Linked DNA regions of Zea mays: region 1 is linked to region 2. A link is a contact called in public Hi-C data. All regions are on one chromosome and are shown on one strand. Each heading gives the region's core, a stretch centred on a gene start, on an enhancer-like site or on the middle of the called end of the contact. The rest is flanking DNA. Distances are from core to core; before and after follow the strand shown. Region 1 holds the start of LOC100191488. Region 2 holds the start of LOC100282332.

What was found. A called contact is a pair of places that touch in the nucleus more often than the background predicts.
Region 1: a Hi-C map of tassel shows a contact between it and region 2, with 2.4 times the contacts expected there. The contact joins the promoter of LOC100191488 here to the promoter of LOC100282332 in region 2. A contact is called at or near these places in 2 of 25 Hi-C or Micro-C datasets (ear and tassel).

Annotation. Positions count from the first base shown.
Region 1 is chr10:18,391,690-18,394,467 of Zm-B73-REFERENCE-NAM-5.0, reverse strand. LOC100191488 reads left to right here and starts at 1,319. Exons shown (of 12, transcript NM_001136920.2): 1 at 1,319-1,620; 2 at 1,692-1,911; 3 at 2,227-2,427; 4 at 2,535-2,605. The coding sequence starts at 1,388.
Region 2 is chr10:17,863,194-17,865,998 of Zm-B73-REFERENCE-NAM-5.0, reverse strand. LOC100282332 reads left to right here and starts at 1,343. Exons shown (of 11, transcript NM_001155244.2): 1 at 1,343-1,513; 2 at 2,322-2,396; 3 at 2,495-2,569; 4 at 2,652-2,724. The coding sequence starts at 1,511.

The DNA of each region.
Region 1 (2,778 bases), core at 70-2,569, 530 kb before region 2:
AGTACCACCAAGTCGTTCTACTTCTACCTATGAAGCAATGAAGCAAATGTTTGGCACAAATGAGAGCAAGACCTCACCTGAATCGGATGCGCTTCAGACCATTGCCGCCCCGCGACAGCGAGAGGAAGGTGATGAGCACCCCGGGCTCCACCTGGGCGACCCACTCCTTCGCCTCATCCTCCTCGCTGCTGCCAGTCGTCGTTCCCTCTTCATGTCCCCTTCCTCATCGTCGGCGAGGAAGTCGGTGCGCGCGCTGACCGATGGCGTGATGTCACCGCTGGACATGGCGCCCCCCGTGTGCAGCCTCGGCGTGGATGCTGCGGAGCTGCCAGCGCGCTGGTACGCGCAGTGGAAGCGGTCGGACCCGGACTCCGCGTACGTGCCGTGGTAGTACGGTTGCTGCCGCCGCGATGCCGCCAAGGAGGACGAACCGGCGCAGGGCTTGCAGTGCCGGTACGCGCCCGATGCCTTCAGCGCCATGTCCTTGATCTGAAACCCACGAAAATCTCCAATCAATCGTAGTGCCAAACCCACGCTTCACACCGTCGAAGCAAAGCATGCCGATTTTGGAGAAACCTGCGAAAAGCTTCAAAAAACACATTGAGAACCACACGGCGACGTTCCTGGCCAGCGGAGGACGGCAGGGCGTTCGGGAGGCTGTTGCGGGAGCGAGGTCGGCGGCGCGCGGGAGGCAGTTGCTCGCTGGCGCGCGGGCGTGCGGGAGCGGGGGTTGCTGGCGCGCGGGCGTGCAGGAGCGGGGGCAGTCTACACTGCCCCCTTAATAGTTAGTAGAGATAGAGATAAGCGAATCTTTATTTCTGCAATTTTCTACACTATCAAGTACAGTAGAGTGATTAGAACATGTCCTTTACATGTAGAATAAAAAAACCCTACAACAACAGGTGTATATATAGTGATCTATATTTATTTAATTATTTATTGAAATTGCAGTATAACAACCAAACAAATTTGTATTGGCAATTTAGCATCACCAAAAGACTGAAAATAAACTAAACTTGCTCTACGCGACAAACAAACAAAGGATACACAGTTTCCTTATTTTCAACGGTTTCAAATAACATACATTCACACAATGTCGTACAATCTCCAAATAAATGAAATGACTTCTTTCGGAATCTAGGATTTTTTTGCCTAATTAATACCTACGCAACAGCATAGTTAGTGTCGTTATCCTAATTAATACCAACACAATAGCAATTTTTTGGTTCAATAACACATGCAATCTTTTTAAAATATCGCACAAAAGATTAGCGCAATAAAAAAAAGGTAGGAAAAATTTGGCCCACATCGCCAATCCTGAAAACATCGTCTACCCGTAGTCTAGTCAAGACTCAAGACTCAAGAGGAGTCCCCACCCTGCCGGCAAATGCTTCTCCTGCACAAATCTGTTCCCCTCCGCCTGCTCCTTCCACGCCGTCCTCTCAAAACCTTTCTCCTCCCGCCGCCGTCTCGCCCCCGCTGTCTCTCGCTCCTCCCACGCGCTGCCATGGGCTCCGTAGCTGGAGACACCGCCGCCCGCCTCGCGTACCCGCCGGCCCGCCGCGACGATTCGGTCGTCGACGACTACCACGGCGTTCGGATCCCAGATCCCTATCGCTGGTAAGCGATCGCGCGCGTCCAGTGTGCAGTCGAGTTTCTCTCGCTTATGGTTTATGCCTTGCGCTTCCCAGGCTGGAGGACCCGGACTCGGAGGAGACGAAAGAGTTCGTGGCGCGGCAGGCGGAGCTGGCGGAGACGGTGCTCGCCGGGTGCCCCGACAGGGAGAACCTGCGCCGCGAGGTTACGCGGCTCTTCGACCACCCGCGCCACGCCGCGCCGTTCCGCCGCGGGAACAAGTACTTCTACTTCCACAACTCCGGCCTCCAGGCCCAGAGCGTGCTCTACATGCTGGTATGCGATCATGCGAAATGCCACGAACTTCCCTTCACTAGGAGTGGAGCACCGCGCCGCAGGGGTAATTTGGTTGGATTAAGGCAAAAATAATTTGTTAGAGCAGTTTCCAGAGTGGTGTACTGTAGCTAAGGAGATGAGGACCGATGCATCGGCAGCCTTAAAACCTTTCTTTAGCTTATCTGATTATAATGGGGTGTTAAAATTGTTGAGCCTAATGCAAATTGTTCTAATTGTTACTTTGTTAGTGTGCTTATGGTGAGACTAATGGGGTCTATCCGTCTATATCTGCCATATGCTATGTTGACATTGCAGGATGATTTGGACGGGAAGGCAGAGGTTCTTTTGGATCCAAATACTCTAAGCAAGGATGGGACGGTTGCTCTTTCAACATATTCTATCAGCGAGGATGGAAACTACATTGCTTATGGGCTAAGTGAAAGTGGTAGTGATTGGGTCTCTATTCATGTGATGAGCATTACTAACAAGCAGCCTATGCCTGATAAATTATCCTGGGTAAGTATTGCAACGTGCCACTAGACAACCAAGGCTTAATTTTCCTTTGTGCTACAATAATGCTTCTTGGTTCTTCTAAACCAAGTATTTTCTATTGCTGGATGCAGGTAAAGTTCTCATCTATCAGCTGGACGCATGACGGGAAAGGTTTTTTCTATGGTCGGTATCCAGCACCTAGGTAGGCCTACGGATTTTTCCTTTATCTTCAATTAGCATCTGCCTTTTCCAGCAGTCCATTCGTATGAATTTCCCTTATTGATAGCTAATGCAATGTGACAAAGCTCAGTTTGCTTGGGAGTAAAAGGCTTGGTGTAATGCAATATGAAAAAAAAATCGATAAAGGACAGCCAA
Region 2 (2,805 bases), core at 94-2,593:
AGGTCTAGGCCATCGTCTCCCAGTCAACTTTGGGTTGCTGGACCGTTGTCTCCTTATAATGTAATTATTTATTTTGTATAGAATTCCTGTTATATAGTAAAGATGTGACATTCGATCCTGTGCCATGATTCATCATATGTGTGAGACTTGGTCCCAGCACACCTGGTGATTATGTTCGCGCCCGGGCTTTGGACCCCTAAAACCCGGGTGTGACAGGGTGCGATCAGGGGTCACACATGCCCCTAACCTCTATTTTACCAGCAACTGCCGCCACATTAGGATTTGAGGTTTTTGCTTAGATCATATCTGTCATTGAACATTGTCGTCGTCCATCGGTTTGTGAGACCACAACTCGTGATCAATACCGTTTTGATTAAGTTCTTCATGTTCTTACTTGTGTTTTTGATTGTGCATGCAGGGATAAGCCTTCTTAGCGAGGCCACTCGTGTGCCACGGGTGATAACCAACGGTGTAGTGTTGTAGTGATTGAGAGGATCCGTTCGTTCGGAGCCTTGGATCATCAACGTCGAGATCTCTGCCCAATCAAGTTATCGTACATCACTGAAGATCGGGCATTCCCCTCTATCAGCGGTGGAGAGATGAGGCCACTTATGTAGGGGCCCTCATTTTGTTAATAAGTGTTTTAATTGTGAAATTAATTCTATTTTAGTATAATTACATCATAACAATGTATATTACCATACTTTAAATATGGTAATATCTTTTAAACTCTAAAAACTGATATATAAAAGTCAAATGACCTACTTAAAAGATAAAGTGGAGCTGAATAAGGGAAATGATTGGAGAGGAGGTGAAATAGGAGGGTAAATAGTTGAGAGGGAGGTATTGGAATATGAATAGAAAGTACCAATGTGAGGATTTGAGAGGCGAAATGGTTGGAGATTGTCTAATCTATCTTTTGGATAAATTAAAGGAATAAATTCATTAATTGTGTTGTCCTATTTTGATTCATTCTTAGGTAACAGAACAGGTCACCAACAGTTAGGGCTAGTTTGAGAACCCAATTATCCCAAGGGTTTTTCATTTTCCCAAGGGAAATTAGTTTATTTTTCCTTGAAAAAATAAGAATCTCTTGAAAAAATAGAGCTTACAAACTAGCCCTTATAGTTTATTTGGAACACAAAAAATTCACAAGAATTTACATAAATTTCAGACAGGAAAATCCAAGAGCAGGAAAAATTTCACGCATTGCCCTCTGAGTTGGACTAATGGGGACCGTGCAAAGTCCACGTCAGACTAGCCTGCTGCCTGTTGACCAGCCTGGCCGTCCCGTCCAGCTCAGACCGCGGTGTAGAAAGTCGGGCCCAGCAGTCAGCAGCTCATATACTTTCCAAAGAGAGAAAGGGCAGGCCCAGCTCTAGCCTTTCCAAAGTGCGCGCAATCTCCTCTGCCGCATCCGATATTCCGATCTCGATCCCGCGACGCGGTGTCTCCGGTCAGCGCCGCCGCCTTCTCCCTCGCCGGCCGCCACTGCATCGCCGCAGTCGCCATGGTTAGCATCATCCCTCCATGGCTCCCTCTTCCTCCTCCGCCCTAGCCAGCCACTTTCCACCTCCTCGGAGCGGCGATTTCATCGGAACAGACCGAATCTGGCTCTGGGGCCGGCGCGAATCGGCCGCGATTCGGCGGGGCGATCGGGACCACCCTGTTTCGCTCCGTATGGTTAGGGGCCTGGGGATTGTTGTCCAGCCTCGAACCTAGTGGCTGTAGTTCTGGTTCGGCCGGTGCGAGAAATTGCAGCGCGGGTCTCGTGTTGCGGGTTGGATTCGGATGCTTGGGCTTGGTACTCTAATTTCAACAATAGAAGCGGGCAGCGGTCCACATTGATTCCGGCCGAGGAGTAAGAGTGGCTACTATGAGGTGGTGGGGCTGCCCACGCTCATCAGTAGGCTGATCATAGTTGTGCCCTCCCTATATGGCTATGTGTGTGATCCTGGGATAACTTGTGCACCAGGGGAACTCATCTATTTTATTCGAGATTATGAGTATTCGTGGATTGTCAGTATGTTTGCTCTCTCAAGTTGGGTTGTTTAGGTCTGGGTACCTGAATTGCAATTGCAACTAATTCGGTTGCAACATGGAAAGGTTAGGCCCACACGAACGTGCCTGCTTGGATTCTGGCAGACAATATACATGCTAATTTAGTTTTCCTTAGCATTGCTCCATAGCTGATGATTATATGACCAGACACCTTTCTGATGGATAGTAATGCTCTGCATATAGAAATTTCATCTCTTAATTGTGTTTCCATGTGGAAATGCTCCTCTGATATTTTGTGATCTATGGGTGTGTCAATTTAGAATTATATCATTGGAGCATTCAAGCCACCTTGTGACATCTCGATCACATTCTCTGATGCGAGGACTAGGAAGCAGGTACAGTTCTTCATATCTCCATGCTGCTACCAGTTGGGGTTCAAATTCGAATTCTGTTTTTAGCTTACAAGTGTCTGGTTTCTGCCATTGTTTCACAGGTTTCGGTTAAGAAGGACAATGGGAAGACAACGATGGTCCCTGTTTTCCAGAGCCTCGAAACTATATCTGGAGAAGTATGAATTGCTTGTTTCTTATTCTTTTCTAGTTTGCATGGCTCAACGGAGCCTAATATCTTGCTCGGGTGAAATGGTTCAGGTATCAATAGCACCAGTTCCAGGTAAAAGGATTGAACACACGGGTGTCAAAATTGAGTTGCTAGGCCAAATAGGTATGTTGTGTTACCCTTGCAGCTGCTTTCTATACCAATTTCTGCTCAAGTAGTTATGAGACGAAGGTTGCTTCGGAACCT